Linked DNA regions of Zea mays: region 2 is linked to region 1. A link is a contact called in public Hi-C data. All regions are on one chromosome and are shown on one strand. The core of a region is the stretch at or near the end of the contact, and the rest is flanking DNA. Distances in the headings are between cores, read along the strand shown. Region 1 has its middle 47 kb from the start of LOC103655123. Region 2 holds the start of LOC100382901 (myb domain protein 69).

What was found. Hi-C and Micro-C count contacts between places; a contact is called where the count stands out from the background.
Region 2: a contact with region 1 is called in a Hi-C map of leaf, with 4 times the contacts expected there. The contact joins the promoter of LOC100382901 here to the enhancer-like site in region 1. A contact is called at or near these places in 8 of 25 Hi-C or Micro-C datasets (bundle sheath, ear, endosperm and 2 more) and 1 of 3 datasets of contacts at active chromatin or transcription factors (seedling).

The regions. Positions count from the first base shown.
Region 1 is chr4:15,220,107-15,224,312 of Zm-B73-REFERENCE-NAM-5.0, forward strand. No RefSeq gene overlaps it. Among protein-coding and RNA genes, the nearest start is that of LOC103655123, 47 kb to the left of the region's middle. Within about 2 kb of position 2,480, at least 16 of the 20 cell types and tissues checked have an H3K27ac peak or open chromatin away from gene starts, as enhancers often do. A contact at or near this core is called in ear, endosperm, leaf and 2 more, where this site is marked.
Region 2 is chr4:15,297,476-15,301,681 of Zm-B73-REFERENCE-NAM-5.0, forward strand. It overlaps LOC100382901 (myb domain protein 69), which reads left to right and starts at 1,848. Exons shown (of 2, transcript NM_001175589.1): 1 at 1,848-2,189; 2 at 3,242-4,144. The coding sequence starts at 2,024. The coding sequence ends at 3,909.

The sequences.
Region 1 (4,206 bases), core at 1,230-3,729:
TTGGGGCTGGCTGTGGCTCATTCTGCTCCTGATTTTGGGGAATATCATCTTGGTGAGCTGAGCTGCTGGATCTTGTACGTCTGGAAATGTCAATTGAAAAAACCTCGTGACTGGATTCAATGGTTAATCTTTTTGGATTACTGGGCGGGCGATCAACAGACTTCATGATTAAATACTGAATAGATCTGTAGAAAAAAGAAGTTGTTTTTAAATACATTGATTTATGCATGAATATATGCCAAAAAAAGAACTAATTTTTACTATAACTATCTGAAATGCATACTATATAATGCTAAGTGGAATTACATAACTTAAACTACCTTTTACATTTATGCGATAGCATTTAATGAACAATGGTTATATACAAGCATAAAGATTGATTTAATATTTCATATAATTGTAAATGGATCAGGATAAAATAAGAGCCTTTTTGGATCAACTAACTATACAACATATTTTAATAACTGGTTCATAGTAATAAAAACATTTAGCTCAAATAACATGAATATTTAAATAACATTTGCTTAAATAACAGTATCTGTATGTATTTATATATAAGGAACAGGAGTGTAAACTAATTATGTAAGTAAATAGATCAATTCAAATATGCTTAATATATTGCGAAATGTTCATAAACTTGTGTATGAATGAGCATACACATTACTGCCAATATGCATATATATCAAATCCAATGAGTATATTTTATATATAATAAAACAGATGTGTACATAAATGATTTAATTGAATGGGCATAAAAAGTAATGAGGATATGCATATAAATGAAATACAATAAGCATATTAGATAATTAAATAGATGTGAAAACAAATCATTAGAGTAAATGTGCGTAAAGAATACTGACTATATGCATGTATAATAAAACAAATGTGTAAACAAATGACTCAAGTGAATGTGCATAAACAGTACTGAGGATATGCATATATATCAAATACAAATAAGCATATTTGATAATAAAATAGATGTGAAAACAAATCATTAAAGTAAATGTGCATAAAGAGTACTGACTATATGCATATATAATAAAACAAATGTGTAAACAAATGACTCAGGTGAATGTGCATAAACAGTACTGAAGATAAGCATATATATTACATACAAAAAGCATATATGTGTTACTTGGGTTGTATAAGAGTACTCTCTGCTAACTCATCAGTAAATACCTAATCCACAGCCTTTGTCTAAATATATAAATGTCGGGCGATAGTGGGAATATAGAATAAATACACATGCCCTAATATCGGGGCTCCTAAACAAAAAAGAGATACAATGCGCGATGCAATGACCCGATTATAGTGATGTCTAAGCGGATACAAATCACACATTTAGCTGGAGAATAAGGGTTACAATCAAATCCACTTCAATCGACCGATAGGCTTCAAAAAATCGACGGCAAACTCGGTGTATTTCAATGTTGGATTACCTAGAACTTCTTGAATCGGGCTCCAATGCTGGGAGATTGAAGGATGTAAGGTGGAATGGAAGGGCGCTGGATTGGAGCGGCGGTGGATTGGCGCTGCGCTGGTTTGGAGGCGCGGAAATCGCCTGGTGAGTCGCCTCCGACGAAAGGAAAATCTGCGCGGCTGGTTTGTCTCCGTTGAATGCGCGACTACGGTTTTAGAAACAGGAAACGTGGGAGAGGTGGCTGGCTGACAGAGGTAACGGCGCCGTGACTAGGACCTGTTGACTCGGTGTGGTTCAACCAAAATGTCCATGTTGACTATCCTAGGCTTCCTCTATTATTGGAAGCCCAGAGCTCTTAATATATAAATTATGGCCTCTGTTTATAATCTTATTCTGGGCCCCTAAAAAATCAGGAACGGGCCCTGAGCAGCTGTCTGAGCGGAAGGAGACATCATGATACTAACAACCGAACGAACACCAGCAGGGAACCCAGCCAGATCACGGTTGATAACACCACGGGAACAAAGCCACACACAAGCACCTGACACAACTATAGCACGGTGCCGGTGAAAACCAGCAGCACATCACGACGGTACCACCACCCGATGGGCACATCGCACGAGGCACAACCATATGTCACGCGCGCGAAGACGCTGCCCATCAATCAGCCCGTGATAGGGCGCCCACCACCTCTCAATCGCCGCCACAGCTGACGTCCGACGACGGCTCACTCGACAACAGACGCAAGTGACCGTGCACACCGCCACAAGGATCGGAGCGTCACAGCGCCACCACCGACTAATCCAACCTCAGTGGAGCAGCTGCCGAACCTCCGCAAATCGCCGGAATCAGGTGGATCAAATCAAAGACAAGACAGAAGAACTGGTACTTCTTCCTCAAATGGGATAACGAGGCGAGGTGCACCTATTTGATGGTGTGGTGGAGACTTCCGGCACGGTGCGGACGAGGACGACAGCGTCATTCGTCCAGACATACCGCCGCCTAGAGCGCGGGCGACGTTGACGCTGCGGCCGCCAGGGGCTTCAGTCTCCCTGTCCTCCCTCCGTACGTGTGCAGGCGCGAGGGAGACAGAGAGCTTGCCGGGCTGGGCCGCATTTAGCCTTGAAGTGGCCCAGTCGGGTCAATCACTCACTTTCGTTTTGTTTTTTCAATTGTTATTCATTTCTCCACTTTTGAAAAGGAAAACAAAGAAGGAAAACCCTTCAATGAACAACGTAACGTATTCATTTAGATTAAAAATAGGTCCGAGTGACTCGCTAGCGGCTAGGCCAATTCTAAGAGGTAATCACTGGTGGCTACGTTGACTATTGGAGGTTTTCTTCTCCATGGCCAAGTGGGCTCCACATCCTGCCTCTTCCCGGTAAGTTTAGCCTTGTGCATTTGATTGACAAGACGAACAATACAATTCGTTTATGGAACAATTGCGTCACTGCCCTTTTTTTAGGGTATAACTACAGACATCATGCGTGTCTGTCTCTGTTTTTTTTTTTCAAAACAAAACTATTGTGTATGATTCTACTCCGTCAGTTATACTGAACGATGTCAAGTCTTGATAAAAATTACAATGAACAATTGTGCTATTGCCCCTATTTTGGAGTGTAACCTTTGTTTTATCCCTATTTTGTAGTCTTCACACGTTTTTAATGACAACTCAAACTACTTTGGACAACAATCCAATTGTTTTACAATTATTTGAGTCATTTCCAAAATCTAAAAAAATTACTTTGACCCTAAACCATTATAGAAACTAAGGGGGTGTTTGGTTTGAGAAAACACTCCATCCAAATTGAGGTGGTGTATCATGGATCTATTACTCAAGTTTGGTGAGATGATCTCATTTCTAATATCGGTACTAACTAACTATATGAGGAATGATGTGGTGATGAATCAACTCATTTCATTTGACAAACCAAACTCAAAAAAGTGAGAAATGAGACAATGATAGTCTAGCTCAATCCTAAAACCAAACACCCTATAAGTCCATGTACCTGACGTTTTCACATTTTGATTCAAAGAACATGGGTCGTTCTTGACTGAATAAATGGCAGAACCAAACCAAATGTGCTTGGTTACTAGAATGTGGACGTGGGCCGTCCCAATCAAATGGGCCGAGTAAACAAAATTACCTGACTGAAAATCTCCTCTCTCCCTCTCTCTCTTGTTTTCTAGACGGTAGAAACTAGAAAGGCCGTTACCCGTACGCCGTAGGTGAGAAAAGATTAAAAAAAAAACCCTACGGTAAAAAGTAAAATCTCTGAAGTGCACCAGTTTGCCAACAACTAATTATTTTTCCTGCAAGATCATGAGGAGATCAGCTACTGTGTTGTCGATTCCTGGAACCGGTCTTTCCCTAACAAGGAATTGCCAGATCCACAAGCGGGCACCATGCATGCACATGCTTTTTGCCCTGTAATTAATGCAAAGAAGAGCAAATTAATGGTCACTACTCTCACTGACATCGGCCAAGTCTAATTCAGGGCACCAGCAGTTAACGTTGCACGTAGTTTTTGGGTTTCCAGGGCAACGACGAATGCTTCTGCTTGCAGTTGGAGGCTTGAAGCTGTGGCTTTATCTCGCGGATGGAAACAACGGCCCAGTGCCAGTGGTAGGACCGGTGGTTACAGACTTGCAGGAGCGAACGAAGCGCTGCCAGAGCGGAATTGACGGAAGGTTTTGTTTTGTTTTGTTTTCTTCGGGGTGGTGCAACCGACCACCCTCTTGTTGGGATGTTTGGCCAGTTTGCAGGCAGGGGCTGAGAGAGAGAG
Region 2 (4,206 bases), core at 598-3,097, 77 kb after region 1:
GCACTCGGCAAAGGCACGGATTCCGGTAGTGAAGTGGTTGTTTTATTTTATGTTATGGTCATGAAGATCCTTTTAAAATTGTGGATCTACATGTAATTGACCTCCAAGATTGACATTTCTTAAGAAAAATTATAGACATAAATTAATTTGCTTCCTAGTTGGAAGATCGTTTTTGCTCATATACAGTTACAAGTTTTGTCAATCCTAGTACATGATGTGGACCAGCGCGCACATCCCTCTGCCGGCAGCAGGCTCACTATGAAGTACCAAGACATCACGGTGCATGCGTTACTTCATATCTGCCATACACAATGAATTGTGAGCAACATGGATTCTTGAATGCATTCCCCTTTTGTATAGCATCCCATGCTCCAAGACTTCTAATCTGGGGCATCTGATCAGGATGCAACCAACCACCTTTCGTGAATGCTAGCTACCTCAGTAGTCATTACTAGCCTTGCTGTTTCTGTGTATGGATGTTATGGCAGAGCTAGCTAGAACGGTTTGCCTCAAGGACCGAGATGTTGACCATAACAAATATTTATCCTACCAATTTCTTTGCCATGTAACTTTTCTGGAAAATAAATCCATATCAAGTTCTGAAATGTCGGTCAAAACCATCAAAAACCGAGTTTGCTCACATCAGATATCGACATGGCATGCCACGTTAGAGTTAATTAGGTCCCTGAACTTGGCATCCTGTGTCACTTGGTCTCCGAACTTGATATGTCGTCTCATTTGGGTCACTAAACTTTAATTAGTGTGCTCCAACGTGGCATGCCACGTTGGCATCCGATTTGAGCAAACCCATTTTTGGATGATTTTGCAAGAGCTGAATAAGATAGAGGACTCGTTTTGTTGTTTTTTTAGTTCGGAGACTCAATTGACATAGCGTACAAAGTTCAAGGACCACTACTGCACTTTACTCATTTAACGCCCTTAATAGCTATAATTCTATCATATCAAATTGTATAATTGTAGGGCATTAAATTGTAGACGTTAGTATTATTTGATGATATTACTTCCTTACTACGGGTTGTATCCAGTGATTTGGCAACATAGGTTGTGTCCTACTACCAAATATACTTATGAGTATAAAAATACTCATGACATATATGGTGTGTTGTACGTATCAAAATAATTGCTTTGTATTTTCTATCTTTTGCCTATCGGAGGAAACACAAATATCTCTATTGTACCGTACTATTAATCGTGTGTTGCAGGTAATCATATATATAGCTAGCCCATTTAGTTTTCTTATGAATCATGCATGGTCTTCCCCTAATTAATGTATATAACACCGTACCGTATGTAGTCTTAGCCCATTCAGTTTTCTGATAACTGAAAAGCATATCTACAATTTAAGGGGTGTTTGGTTTCTAGAGACTAATGTTTAGTCCCTTCATTTTATTCATTTTTAGTCTATAAATTGCTAAATATAGAAACTAAAATAAAGTTTTACTTTCTATATTTAGCAGTTTTGAAACTAAAATAGAATAAAATGTAGAGACTAAACATTAGTCCCTATAACCAAACACCCCCTTAATGAAACAATGACGGCATGCATCTTTCTTTGAAGAGAATATTGTTAGGGAAGTTAGACAGGAAGTACATTATCGGGGACAGGTTTGTGTTTGATGAGAGCTGTGAGAAGAGTGGTCTTTGGCAAATAGCCAAACAGCAGGCAAGTTGGTGAGAGAGCGATGACATGTTCACAGGCCTCTTGTCGTGTAAAACTAAACTAATGGGATCTTTCACCCAAGCCCTAGAGGCTATATCGACCAATGTGTGTACATATATATGTGTGTGCACACAGCCAGCTGCTGGTGCTGTGGCCAGCCGGGCTTCTCCCTCACACATACTCTCATCTCTATCCCGTATCTCCAAAGACACCCCAGCTTTTTTTGACTAGTCTGTAGATAATAGCCACATAGCTTGCCCAATCATACACAACTGCTCATCGAAGTTACTATCCGAGTTCGTCTCAAAGGCATCGCCTTTCTTCCTGGCAGCAGAGAGAGAGATGGCATCCTCCTCGACCACGAATACATCAGATGGTGGTGCAAAGTCATCGTCTTGCCCGAGAGGACACTGGCGGCCCGGCGAGGACGAGAAGCTGAAGCAGCTCGTCGAGAAGTACGGGCCGCAGAACTGGAACTCCATTGCAGAAAAGCTGGAGGGGAGATCAGGTTGGTTGGTTTTGGTTTCTTTGATCGTCTATTTTCTGTGATCGTTCTCCTACCTCGCTTTCTTCCTGAAGGAAATTAAAGAAGTTGCCCCACCATATATGCATGTGAGGACTTATTGCATGTGCTGATTTTTGTGTCCGAGGTGTTTTGTGCATCCATGGATCATATTATACAGGTTTTGTTTTTTTTCATACTCTTTAGAGGGGATAATGAAGTTTAATTTGTTATTTATATGTGTTATTTTCCGGCGCGTGTGTTAGTTTGTGGGAAAATAATTTTGTTCGAGCACATGCATCAAGAAATCTAGTTAAATTAGTTTTTTTCCAAGCAGATGACCTGCATAATCTTGTGTGAGCTAGCTAGAGCTATATTTGTTTTTAATAAATTTGAGGAGATAACCTAAAGATAAAATAAAAAAAATTTGTGGTGATAAGTAGTTCTCTGTTCTTCGGTTTCATATAATAGTATAACTAGAGGTAATATATATATAACAGATATTTAATTAATCAATATGAATTAAGAGTATCGTGTTGATGGTAGAAATTTGATATTATCCCTACTACAGATGATTTCTAGAAGTAATTAAAAATCACGCATGTTCTATTTTTGCTCAATTTTGACAGGCCGGTACCAAGCATGTGTATACTAGTTTCCCACATCTACATCAAAATTAATCTCAAATTTCTTTTCTTTTTCCAAGATGGAACTTATATATGTGTGTAGATTAATAGATGAAAATGAAAAGATAGAGCATGCATGTTGCTACGAAACTCTATCTGTATAAAAATATAAATTCATGCACGCGCCGTTTAGCTCATATGGCCCATGCACAACAAGTGCGGAGTGTCAAGAGTGGATCACCTACATCCACTGGAAAACTCTCATGCCATGATTGCAATTAAATCTGCAAGCAGATGTCTTTCTGTGCCCTCTATCTTTTAATCTTGTCCCTCTTTAACAACTAGACTAGATGGTTAATTTCAGCTGACATGCTGATTAAATCAGTTATGTTTCATCGTACTAATTCGTGTGCAAATATTAATATTGGCAAGGCAAAAGCTGCCGGCTCCGGTGGTTCAACCAGCTTGACCCTCGGATCAACAAGCGGCCCTTCACAGAGGAGGAAGAAGAGCGGCTGCTCAACGCCCACCGCGCCCACGGCAACAAGTGGGCGCTCATCGCCCGCCACTTCCCGGGCCGCACGGACAACGCTGTCAAGAATCACTGGCATGTCGTCATGGCACGTCGCAGCCGCGAGCGCTCCAGGCTCCTTGCCAGGGCCGCGAGCTCATCCTCCTCGCCGTCCACCGGTGGGTACCTCTTCGGCGCTGTCACGCCGGCGACTAGCTCGCTCTGCTTCGGCTTCTCCAAGCTTGGTGGTGCCGGCAGCGCCAGCGGAAGCGGAGGCCTGTTCAGGTCGCCGGTGCCTGCACCTCCTACTTCACTGTTCAAGAACTTTGGCACAGCCACTGCAAGTAAGGGCTTGCTGGGGTCGAGTTTCGAGGCGTCAGGACGGTACAGCTACAGCGGCAAGCAGCCGACGGCACCTCTCTCCATCACCTTCTCCTCTCCAAGAGAAGCGCTAGGCATGGATATCGGCCACCATGGCCGCCATGAGCACCACCAAAAGGATTATCACGCCAGCGACAGCGCCGATGAGCCACTGAAGAAGAAGGACGTGCCGTTCTTTGATTTCCTCGGCGTCGGTGTGTCCTCGTAATCAATAATAATATTGCATTCCTGAAATACCAATCGATGTTGATCAATCAAGTGTATTGATCAGTGTTTGTTTTTTAATTATTAGGGCGAACTGCATGCGGTAGTAGCTGACAAGTATTCAGGGTTAGAGTTCATCGTCATTGATGGTTACAGTGTTCTGATCATCATGTGCTGATTCATCAGTCAAATAAGGCTCCAGACACATGGCTATTTAATATTTATTTAAAAGTTTTTTTACTAGCCTGCTGAATTCGATCTGGTGTGTTGTCTTTCTCATGATGCGCTAGCTGGTCATCAG